Linked DNA regions of Mus musculus: all the other regions are linked to region 1. The links are chromatin contacts, called in public HiChIP or PLAC-seq and promoter capture Hi-C maps. All regions are on one chromosome and are shown on one strand. Each heading gives the region's core, a stretch centred on a gene start, on an enhancer-like site or on the middle of the called end of the contact. The rest is flanking DNA. Distances are from core to core; before and after follow the strand shown. Region 1 holds the start of Commd5 (COMM domain containing 5). Region 2 holds the start of Eppk1 (epiplakin 1). Region 3 holds the start of Fam83h (family with sequence similarity 83, member H).

Evidence for each region. Promoter capture Hi-C pulls out the DNA fragments that hold promoters and counts their contacts. HiChIP or PLAC-seq counts read pairs in DNA pulled down with a chosen protein or histone mark.
Region 2: a FOXA1 HiChIP or PLAC-seq map of pancreatic cancer cells shows a contact between it and region 1. The contact joins the promoter of Eppk1 here to the promoter of Commd5 in region 1.
Region 3: a promoter capture Hi-C map of the SN4741 cell line shows a contact between it and region 1, with 5 times the contacts expected there. The contact joins the promoter of Fam83h here to the promoter of Commd5 in region 1. A contact is called at or near these places in 3 of 39 promoter capture datasets (the SN4741 cell line, embryonic stem cells and liver) and 1 of 115 datasets of contacts at active chromatin or transcription factors (pancreatic cancer cells).

Annotation. Positions count from the first base shown.
Region 1 is chr15:76,898,046-76,901,877 of GRCm38.p6, reverse strand. It overlaps Commd5 (COMM domain containing 5), which reads right to left and starts at 1,937. Exons shown (of 2, transcript NM_025536.2): 1 at 1,886-1,937; 2 at 581-1,526. The coding sequence starts at 1,473. The coding sequence ends at 799.
Region 2 is chr15:76,118,790-76,122,752 of GRCm38.p6, reverse strand. Eppk1 (epiplakin 1) reads left to right here and starts at 2,558. Exons shown (of 3, transcript NM_144848.2): 1 at 2,558-3,644. It overlaps BC024139 (cDNA sequence BC024139), which reads left to right. Exons shown (of 16, transcript NM_001142968.1): 10 at 1,005-1,147; 11 at 1,227-1,329; 12 at 1,590-1,883; 13 at 2,070-2,294; 14 at 2,415-2,499; 15 at 2,617-2,750; 16 at 2,924-3,236. The coding sequence ends at 3,007. It overlaps Gm52196 (a long non-coding RNA gene), which reads right to left. Exons shown (of 3, transcript XR_003951574.1): 3 at 3,605-3,963.
Region 3 is chr15:76,007,749-76,011,352 of GRCm38.p6, reverse strand. It overlaps Fam83h (family with sequence similarity 83, member H), which reads left to right and starts at 1,855. Exons shown (of 5, transcript NM_001168253.1): 1 at 1,855-1,979. Iqank1 (IQ motif and ankyrin repeat containing 1) reads right to left here and starts at 1,484. Exons shown (of 14, transcript NM_001370920.1): 1 at 1,408-1,484; 2 at 1-17. The coding sequence starts at 13.

The DNA.
Region 1 (3,832 bases), core at 688-3,187:
TTTATTGTTTGTTTTAGATTTACAACTTTCTGAGTATGAGTAGTTTGCTTGCATGTATGTTTGAGTACCACATATGTGCCTGTGTTGGATGTCTTGGTGTTGGGTCCCCCCTGCCCTTCCCCCACAACTGAAGTTACAGAAGGTTGTGAGCCACCACGTGAATGCTGGGACTTGAACCCAAGTCCTCTTTGCAAGGGCAAGTGCTCTTCACTGCTCAATCAATCCTCCGGCCCTGTTCTCATGTCTTAATATTTAAAATATGTATTTAATGTTATATATACCAAACATTATTTAATGCATATTTAGTATTTGTAATGTCTTCCCCCCACCCCCTCTGATCTTTCCACTAGGATGTCAGCTTCAGGAAAGCAGGAATTTAGGGCAAAAGAATAAACACGTCCGCAGCAAAGCACAGGACTTAGGAAAGCAAATGGGCAGAGTTCAGCCATGCTGAGCAACCATGTTGTATGTTGTAAGAGATCTTCATCTGGACTTAGCTCTGCACATCGTCTCATCCAGGAGCACAGCTGGGGAAGGGACAGGTAGGTTTAATTCCCTAATAGAATAACATGTTTTTAATAGTTGCTTTACCTCTTTAATTCGAAACTGAGCCTCACTACGTAAAACCCAGCCAGGCCGGCCTTACATTTCACATTCTCCAGCCTCAGCCCAGCTGTTTACTTGTAAAACAAAACCCAAAAGTCCCAGCTGTCTTTTCACTTAAAATATGTTCTTACATCCTCATCACCAGTGCGGCTGGGTTCTGGTACCAGCTTCAGCACCCCACAGTACCAGGGTTCAGTCCTGCAGTTTGCGCTCACACTTTCTCTCCAGCTCTGCCATCTCCTTAAGGACCAACGCCACGCTGTAGCGCAGCTCCTGGAATTTGGCTATGGGCACCTCGAAGCGGTGTGCCGATCCATCTGTGAGCTTCAGCTGCATGAGAACACTCGGTTGCAGGGAGCGGGACTGAGCACTGGTTGAGATGGCCACATCCACCCGCCACCGGAAATTCGACACACGAGGCAGCGAGGATCCCTGCTGCTGGGCTACAGAGTCGAGAAGAGGGCGTTGACTCCCAAATGCCAAACTGGCCAGATCTCCAATCATATCTTGGGGAATGCCAAGTTCCTGGAGTTCGTCCTGGAAGGCATCTGGTTTCAGACTGGCAGGGGGCAGCCGGAGAGCCTGCTGGAGCAGGGTGTGTGTGCCCGCCAGCAGGACGGCCAGACGCTCCTCTGACAGGTTGGCGCTGGCACCAAGGTGCTGCACGGCCTCTCTGCAGTCTTTCCCATGGAGGGCCCCGACTACGAGTTTCAACAACTTTCTGAAGGTGCTCCTGTCTAAGTCCTTCAAGAGCTGGGCCACTGCCGTCACTTCTGCAGAGGGCTGGGAACCCAGGAAACTGACCCGGCCGCTGTGACTGTCAGTTGGATGGTGTAAGTATGGAGCCGCAGCCCCCAACGCAGACATCCTTCCTTTCCCTTTCTTGACCAGGCCGGAGAGAAGGTACTAACCACAGTAGCCTGGAGAGGTGAAGGAGAGACAAGTGACTTCCTACTCGGGAGCTTCATGTACTAAAAACTGGGGGTGGATGAGGGGCTCCCACCCGCCTGTCTACCAAGGATAGATAGCAAATAGGATGCATGCTTTGGAGGTGGCCCTGAGACCTTGCGGCAAAGGAGCCCGCCTGAGTCTAGCAGAAGGGAGGCGTCCCGGAGATTTAACAGTTGGCAGGGAAAAGAACCAAGAAACTGAAGCGCGCACCAAAATCCTACATAAATAGGGAACGAGGACCCCCCCAAACCCTGAATCCTCATCATAGCTCTGGAAGACCTAAATCACACATTACAAATACAAACTAAGCCTTGAACGCCCTCTGCACCTGGAGGAAGCTATCCGCAGGAGCTGGCTGTGGCTGGCAGCAGCTGAAACTTGGCCGAGTCTCAGGAAGTGCCACTTAGACACTTCCGGGCCGCTCTAGGAAAGCGCGACCGTGGCTCTCTGTGGTCCCGGGAGCCGAGCGCATGCGCCGCCCGGTCGCTTGCCTTCTAACAGTGTTTTGGGAAGCGAGAGGAAAGTTCAGTTAGCTTCCGTGTGGGATGCATGGATTCTGCTGGCCTGTGCAGCCCCATGTGAAGAACAGACGTAAGAATTATTGTGGTTGATGCCAACGAATTGCATATTTTAAAATACTTAGATGGTCTAGGCGGCGGCCCACGTCTTTTAATCCGAGCACTAGGAGGCAGAAACAGTTCAAGGTCAGTCGGGTCTACACAGAGTTCCAGCACAGGCAGCGCTACATACCCTGTCTCAAACAAACAAACAAACAAACCCAAACAATTTCAATAAACCAAACAGAATTCCCCGCAGAAGTGGGGGGGGGGGGTAAATTTGTGTGGTATATGCATTATAGCCCCAAGAAGCTTTTGGGGTAGGTGATTAATTTTGCCGGCAAAGTCTGGACGTTTTATCAAGGATGGTATGAATGGCTAATGACCCAGCCCTGGTGATATAAGCGAGTGATCGGAAGAGCCTGGGACAGGATGATCGCAAACCCAAGGCAGGGCTAATCTGGGCTCCAGAGTGAGTTCAAGGTCAACCTGAAGAACTTGGTGTGTTGCTTCATCAGAGATTGGAGGAAGTTGGGCGTTATGGTGTACACCTTTAATTCCAACACTTGGGAGGCAGAGGCAAAGAGATCTCTGTGAGTTCTAGGCCAGTCAGGGCTACACAGAGATTCCATCTTAAATAAATAACACACACAGACACACACACACACACACACACACTTCCTAAGCAGCCAAAATTAATTTCGTGATATAGCAGAAATATAATGGTTCCAGAAGCTCTAAGTGTTGATAGGACCATGTTCTTGAGCCCCTTGCAACATTAGCTTGCAGCCAAACATCCTTGACATTCCTTAGCTTGGATATATCACTCTAATCTCTGTCTCCAGACAGACTGCTTCTGCTCCTGAATGCTGGAATTAAAGGCATGTGCCATGCCACCACTTCCTGGCTCACTGCCTCCATCTTTAGGTGGGATTTCGACTTTCCTGTAAGCATTCTCATGACTTCACTTACCAGGACCATTGTTCCAAATAGTGTCTCATTTACTCTCAGGTTCCGGAGATCTTAGGACTCCAGGATATCTTTTGAAGAACAAAATTCAACCTATATCTAATATATGTTCATAAAAGCCTTTTGTTTGGGGATCTTTTTTTTTTTTTAGCGAAGGGGATGTGCATTTCTGTGTGTGCTCACGTGTGTGTGGGTACACATGTATGTGTAAATGCATGTGCATATGTGTGCATGTGGAGACAGAGGTCACCATGGCTGGTGGCATTTTGTTTGTTTGTTTGTTTTTCCGAGACAGGGTTTCTGTGTGTAGCCCTGGCTGTCCTAGAACTCACTTTGTAGACCAGGCTGTCCTGGAACTCAGAGATCCACTTGCCTCTGCCTCCCGAGTGCTGGGATTAAAGGCATGCGCCACCACGCCCGGCGGCTGGTGGTATTTTAAGGGAGAGTGTGGAGCCTGCTCTCTATTTAACATAACTGGAGCCATTTTGTATCCAGTCTCCATTTTGTTCATAAGTTAAAATTAAGTTCAGGTTCTCAGGCTCCACTTCCCAGAAGAAATTATCCATAGCTGACACTGGAGACTGCTACTCAGCCAAAAAGTTAGGGTTCACCTCTACTCTATTATCTCAATGTATTGCGCCCCCCATCCTCTCTTACTTCACCTAAGACCAATAAGTTAGCTGTATGGTTAGCCAAAAATGTTATGCCTCTTCACTTCCTGACTTTTCCTATAAAACGCCTGCCCTGAG
Region 2 (3,963 bases), core at 1,309-3,808, 780 kb after region 1:
AGGAGAGTACCAGATCCACTGCAGCTGAAGTTCTAGGCAGTTGTGAGTTGCCCAGCCTAAGTACTGGAAATTGAACTGGGCCCTCTGCAAGAGCAGCAAGTGCTCCTAACCGCTGAGCTATCTCTCTGGCCCTCCACCTCGTTTTATGAGTCAGAGTCTCTCTCCCTGAACCTGAAGTTCTTATTTGGAATCTTGCCTCTGCCCTTCCAGTGTTGGGATTACCACATACTAATTTGTTTTCCTTGTTTGTTTTTTACATAGATGCTAGGGGATCAAACTCATACTCTTACGCTTTTCAGTAAATACTTTACCAGCTGAGCTATCTTCCCAGTCCCCAAATCCCCCTTCTTTCCCCCCTTAATCTATTTATTTATTCACTTTACATCTCCCCCCTCCTCCTCTAGGTCCCTCCTCATCTAGCCCCCCTTCCCCTTCTCCTCTGAGAAAGAGGAGGCCCCTCCTGAATCAACCCACCCTAACACATCAAGTCACTGCAGGACTAGGCGCATCCTCACCCACTAAGACCGGACAAGGCAGTCTTAGGGGAACAGGACAGTCCCTGCTCCAGTTGTTGGGGAACCCCCATCTTTTTTAAGGGCAGCAGTCACATCGATGCCTACATTCCACTGTGATCACATGTATAACTGCTAGTTATACATGCAACTGCCTCTCTCTAAGGCTGGCACTTCATCATGGGAACGGGCGGTGGTGATGGTGGATACAATTCAACCACAGGGAGGACCTTGCTGGCTTTCTTCACCTTGCTCTGAGCATCAGCACAATGTGGGGTGTGGCTGCCCTCCCTACACTGAAGAGGCCTAGGGGTAGAAGGACTGGGCCAGCATGTGTGGTCCTCTTGCTAAGGTGATGAACAGTGCAAGGCACTAGATGAACAGAGTAAGGGAGAGGGCTCAAGATCTGAGACCCACGGAGGCAAAAAGACTTTGCCCTTCAACTTTTCCCGCTCTGAAAACCGATAGTACATCAGGCTACTCTGACGGCAGGAGTTCCTGTGGGAACAGCAAACCCTGGCAGTGTCATGGCTAGGAAGGAGAGGAGCTGCTGACTATGGGAGCACCTGCCACTTGGGCCTGCTGATGGACCTGCAGGGCTGCCGGGCTGCCATGTCTAGCCCCTCCTGCGAGAGGTGAGCCTGCTCACCAGCTGCTCCCACCCCACTCACACTGGCCCTCTACCCTGCTCATGGCTGTTCATCTCTTCTCCAGGATACACACCCTGGAAGGGGTGCTGCTGCTTGTGGGCCACCTTGTAGAGAAGTTGGTCTTGTGCCCCCATAGACTGAGCCAAGCGGAACCCTTGGGGATCAAGGTGGGACCAGTGGCCAGAGGCTCTGGCCTGTACTGTAACTGTGTAGCAATCCAGGGTTAGCCTATTGATACTGGACACATCTGTCCTTGAGCCACACCCTCTGTAAGACCATTTGGAGGTGCTGGAAGGCCTAAAGTGCTGGGCAGAACTTCTAAGAGGCTCTGGGGGATGAGGACGTTGGCTCAAGAGAGGTGGTGAAGTGGTGGGCAATTTTGGCATGGGGTCCTCCAAGTTCCCTAACATTTCCCCCTAATGCATAGGTGGTACAAGCCCACAGCTTGTTAGAGGAGATGCCTCCGGCCCTCACCCCAAAGTACTGGACTCGAGCCCCAAGGGAGATACTGGCTTTGATGAGTCTTGACCAGGAGCCGCCTGGGGATCTGGCGAGTAGAGCTAAGGCTTGCCTCCTGGGGAAGATTCCAAAAGAACTGAGCTGGAGGCCATGGTGGTCAGAGGTCATGGAGAACTGGAGTCTTAGGAAGCCAGAGCATAGCAAGAGGAGCGAGGACAAAAGGGACCAGTGGGAACGGCTGGAACAGGGCCACCAGGTACAGGTAAGGGCAGATAGATCCATAGATCTGGGCACATGAAAAGGACTTGGTCTTACCTCCCAGCAAGGAGCCAACATACACCAGGGTCTTGTAAAGACACTATCTGTATTGACTTGGTCATAAAATAAAGTGGTCTGGGGTGTGCTTTGTACCCGAAGCCACAGGCAGCATTGAAACATTTCCCAGTAGGATCCTGCAGATAGCTTCCTGTCAACTGAGGAGCAGGACAGCGTGGGACAAGGCTGGCCTAGCTATAACTGGGGGAGACGTGGGCCTCTCCACAAGGTCTCCATCACATTCAAGCCAGGGCTCTCCAGTGGCCAGAAACAGCCCAATAGCGTGGTCAGAGCAAGAAACCCAGAAGGGTCAAGTGCATCAGGGGCCAGAGGCAGGCCCAAGGTCCAGGGAGCCTTGGTAAGCAGGTGTGAGTGTGGGCCTGTAACGGTGGGGAGGACAGAGCCCCAGGAACTGCCCCAACCCCTGTATTGAAGGCTTGGTGTCATAACCCCACTCCCCCCACCTCTGGCTCCATAGGCAGCTCGAGGAGCCATGATGGTTCGTGTTGGAGGTGGTTGGGCAGCTTTGGATGAATTTCTGGTCAAAAATGACCCAGTCAGAGGTGAGAGCTGGGGTAGGACAGGACATGTAAGTCATCAGGGTGTGGTGGTGGTGGTGGTGGATGGGCAGGAGAGGTGTGCCATCTGCTTTGGCCTAGCGACATGGGATCTCTGAGCAGCAAAGGGGAGAACCAGCCAGAAGATCCACGAAAGGTTCCTGTGCTGGACTCCTAGTGTGCCAGCCCCTGAGGTCATCACCCTGAGGCTCTGGACCTCCAACCAAATGGGCACTAACAGACCCCTGTCTCTGAAGGTGAGAGCTGGGATGGGCTTCAGAGCTAGGTCCTCCTGATGCTAGGTCCTCCTGATGCTAGGTTCTCCTGATGCTGGGTCCTTCAGATGGACTGAGGAACTTATTTGAGCCCCAGGGGGGTGGGAAATGTCAGGGAGCTGAATGGTGAGATGAAGCCTGGCCACCCCTTGCAGACAGGGCTGCCAATTGTCAAAGACCGCAGAGACTCCAGCTCCTACAAGGTCAAAACCTCAGAGCAGTCCACTGAGGAGCTGTGAAGACTCCAAGATCCAGAAGATAGGGACAGGAAACCGTGGCAGAGCATGCTCAGGGACTGAGCAGGAGCTTGGAGCACACAGAGTGGGGTTGGGTCTCTCACCAGGCTGGCCTCGAACTCAGAAATCTGCCTGCCTCTGCCTCCCAGGTGCTGGGATTAAAGGCGTGCACCGCCACTGTCCCGGCATGTCTCTCACTCTCAGCAATAAAGAGGAGTTTGGGGAACTGAAACTCTCTTTGGTGGGTCTTCATTTCCCTTGCAAACTTCATTCAAAAGCCACAGAGCCCATGTTGCTCTCCACTCCCAACCCAGAGCAGGCCCGCATTCTTTTTCAATGACTTGTAGTAGGGAGGGAGGGAGGGAGGGAGGAAAGGAGGGACTTTGCAACTCAACAGCCTCTCCCAGCTTGAGTTGCTCAGAGGTAGCCCTGCCCCATGCTTTAGTTTGTGTTCACCTGCCCACTCCACCTGTCCTGTGGGGTGCCCAACCTGGCTTTCAGCCCCGCCTACCGCCCTCAATGGGGAAGGGACTTGGGTCAACATAGGGAGGGGCCATGCCGATTTAAATGCTTGTGGCGCGGGGCTCCCGGCGTGGAGGGAGCGGAGAGACAGAGGACCGCGCCAGCCTTGTCACGACAGGTGAGGAAATGAGGGCAGTTTGGAGAACCGAAACTGAAAAGCTGTGGGAACCAGAGGCCAGCGGCCCCAGGCGGACTTAGTGAGGGGCTGCGGGACCGTTCTGGGCCCCATTTACCTGGGTCATCTGAGCTCAGATGGGAGGTGGGAGGCCCCTGAGTCTTGGGATCGTTCGGGAAACTGAGGACCCTGCCAGGCTGCTGTGCGGTCTCGCGAGGGTGTGGGTTGGTTTCTAGCAGATGTGTGGTGTGCTGTTTGGCCCTGCAGGTGCTGTAATCCTTGTCCATCTAGGGTGAGCAGCCATAGGGATATAGCCCTTGGG
Region 3 (3,604 bases), core at 606-3,105, 890 kb after region 1:
TCTTAGTGCTCATTCTCCTGGGGGTGGGAAGGAAAAGTCCAGGGATGGTACATTCAGGAGGGCAGCGAACAAGGCAGTGGGAATACTGCCCCGGCCCTGGATGAACATGCAGCAGGAGCATAGACCTCCAGCATGTCCCCCAGCCAGCTTCTTGGTCCACCTGCCCGCCCCTGGTGGTCTAAGGATGTGCCCAGTAGCTCGAGGAAGGATACCTAGCAAGAGGATGTGTCCCTTTATGCTGGTACCCCCGTCCTCTACAATTCTGGATCTGCCTGTCCTTCTGTGTTCTAACACCATCCTCTAAATCGCTGGGCTAGAAGCTCAACAGCCTGAGCTCTGCGGACTTGCTTTCAACTACTGCCAACGTGGGTCTGCTGAACACAGCCCCTCCCCACCCGCAAACCCTCTTCCTTCTTGGCCTTGGGAATCTCTGCTGTCTGGTTCTGGAAGCAATGCCCTTCTCCCTAGTATACAAGGCAGGCCCCCCATTCACTCCTCTTGGAAGAACTTTCCGCTCCTGTTTTAGTAGGGTCTTCCAGTGCCCTAGAACCCCTCACAGGGCCAATGAATAGGAAAGCGGGTAGTGCAATCGCTGACTCCATACACTTATGTACCCACTAGGCTGGGGCCGCAGGGCTCCAGAGTGCATTTGGGGATGGAGTTAATGAAATGTTATCCTAAAAGTAGGACCAGAAAGTGACTGAAAGTAAGCTGTCTTACGGACAATGTTCAGGCAGGTGGCAGACACTGAGAATCTAGGACAGGAGAAGTGGTAGGTAGGAAGCTGGCTTGGACATGTGACTGAGTTCAGGGCACGGCATGCGTAGAGGAGTGGGTTGGAGGGAGGGCTGGGTAGATTAGGGCTCTAGGAGGAACTAAGTCCTTAGGTGTACGGGTGATGTGTTGGGGTCGATACAACCATGAGGTTCCCTGTCTGTAGAGGATCCAGTACTTGCAGCATCTTGGGTGCAGCCTCTTTTAATGTGCATGTATTAAGACGGGACCTTTGTGTCTTCAGTTGGTTTGCACAGGAAAGGATCAGTGGGTGCCAGGACCGACACTGTTGGAGCAGTTTAGAGAGTGATCCTCATGTGAGATGGGGACTTGGGGGGTACGATTGGTTTGCGGGATTCTGTGTGGCAGAGGGGCTTCTGCTGGCGGATCACTCCAGATTCCCTTGTGCCTGAGGGGTCCCATGGGTACGGGTGAGTGCGCAGGAACCTTTATGGTTGGGCAAATGAGTGGGGAGGTCCGTGGAGTTCCTATGCTGTCGGTCTCATGCGCGAAGATGAGCCTGCGGGGAGTGGACTGGGGAAACTAGAGGTGTGTCTGCGAACGGTAGGGCGGTCACTTGAGTGAGATGGGTACCCAAACACCCCCCCCCCCCCCCCCCGTCTGAGACCTCACCTGCCTCACCTGCCTCTCGCAACACAGAGGCCAGAAGCTCCGCCCCTCGCGTCGAGCTGGCCAGTTTCCTAGCGACTAAGCCGGAACTTCCGAGTTACCCCAACTTCCGGGGCGAGGGTCAGGGGTCGGCAGTAGGGGCTTTGAGCGATCGGTTTTCAAATAGGTTCAAGGGGCTTCAGTGTCCGGAAAGACGAGGCTCTAGAAATCCGGAGCGGCGCTGGCCAGGGTCCGGAGCGCAGCTCTGGGGCTCCACCAGAGCGCTCAGGGGTCGGGGTTGGGGTGTGGGCTGGGGGCGCCAGTGAAGCCACACTGGGAACCCGGGATCGCGGCCGGGGTCCGGGGCGCGGAGGGCGCAGGAATGCGGGCGCGTCGGGGTGGGGCCGCCCCGCCCAGGTGCTGCCCGGACAGGCAGGAGGCAGAGCGCGGGCGGGGCGGGGGCGGGCGCGTGAATCAGGCCGAACGGGCGGGCGGGCCGCGGCGGGGAGTGGCTGTCGGACGGACGGGACCGCGAGGCCGCTGGGCGGCGGTGGGCTCCTGCTGCCCCTGTGCCGAAACCCCGCTCACCTGGCCAGGTAGGGCTCCCGCCCCGGAGCGGGCCGGGCACAGCACGGCGGGGCGAGGCACACGGGACGGGAGGCTCGGGCCTCCGCGCGGTGCCACCTGGGTCTGGTCTCTGGACCTGGGCCGGGCGGTGCAGTGAGCGCGTGCTTTGGGACTGGGTGGGAGACAGGGAGACTGCGCTCCGGGGCACTGGGTGAGGGATTTTCCAGGGTCACGCTGGCAAGTAGGAGACTGAACAGTGCGATTCGCTCTGGCGGCCTAGGTATTGTCAGGACATGACCTGTACCTTTCCCGGAGCCTCTCCCCGAGCCGCCATGAACCGGGGTGTCTAGGGCTGGGTCCTTGTGTGGAAGGCAGGGAAAACTGGACTCTCCTAACTCCTGATCTCATATCCCTGGACTGGATCGGCAGATAAGATACCTGGCCTGGGTAGCCGCTAACTTCCTGGGGTACAGTAACACCTTTGGGCCTTGCAGTGCCTAACCTGAAAGCTGTATAATTCATCGACTTCCGGTCTTCCTAGGTTCTTCTTGTCCCCCACAACCCCAATCCTTCTTGATCACAATCATCCTGTCATCCTCTTTGTGTAGTAGCCTAAGGTCCTCAACCATGGATCCCCCTTCCAGACCCAGGAACACTACTACCTCCTGCCAGACAGGAGAGGAAAGGGTCATTTTCTTGCCCTACTTGTGGTGAAGGGCCTGGGGCTAGCTTCAGGTAGGAGGTCAGGAACAAAAAATTCCTGCTGAGTCACTGGTTTGGGTGGGATAGGCTCCTTCCTTAAGCAGGGCCCCACTTGGATAGGCAGATGTCAGTGAGCAGGCTGTTGGATTCATCGCTGATAGGAGTGGTCACCGCCCCGTCTATCGTCAAGGGGCGATGTGTACCAGTGAATGATTGTAAGGGCATTTAAGGTCGTGTGTGACTTCTGTGAGGTCAGGTACCACAGTGGCCGCTCAGGACTAAGGCCACTTCCCAACCCATGTGTCTCTGAGGGTTCTCACCACTGGCTAGACAGTATCAGTTCTCAGTCTTATACAAGGAAGTGTCCCCTCAGCGTGAGCATGCTAGGATCCCCAGGTAGTGTGGGAATGCTGCCTAGGAGAGCTGGCTCCAGTCTGAGACCTGTCCAAGCAGACAGGCCCGCATCAGACCCCAGGTGCTCTGCTTCCATCTCCCCAGAACAGTGTGCCACGCCTCACATTGCAGACAGGAAGGAAAAGCAACAGCCTTAGGTCAGGGCAATGCCCCAGAGGGAAGTCGGAGCACTCTTCTTAGGGCCAGTAGACATAGGAGTGTCCCCACCTCCAATCTCTGTCACACTTGGACTTGCTAATGTGTTACGCCATGCCCCTAGGGGTGGCAGACACTGTAGCTCCCTGGGTCATACACAGCAGAGTCCCGCTGGACCCCCAACGTCATTGAACAAGTATCCCCTAATACCAGAGCTGCCATCCTGTCAGCATCGCTGGCCCACTCCTCAAGGCACTCCTCCTCCTGGGCAGAAATACTTCCCTAGTTTGGACTATCATCCAGGAACCTGTGTGCTAGGCAGGGCAAGAGTCCCAAGCCATTTCAAACCTGTGGAGCAGTGGGGAATGGTATGAGCCTGCCCTAAGGCAACTTCCAGGCCAGA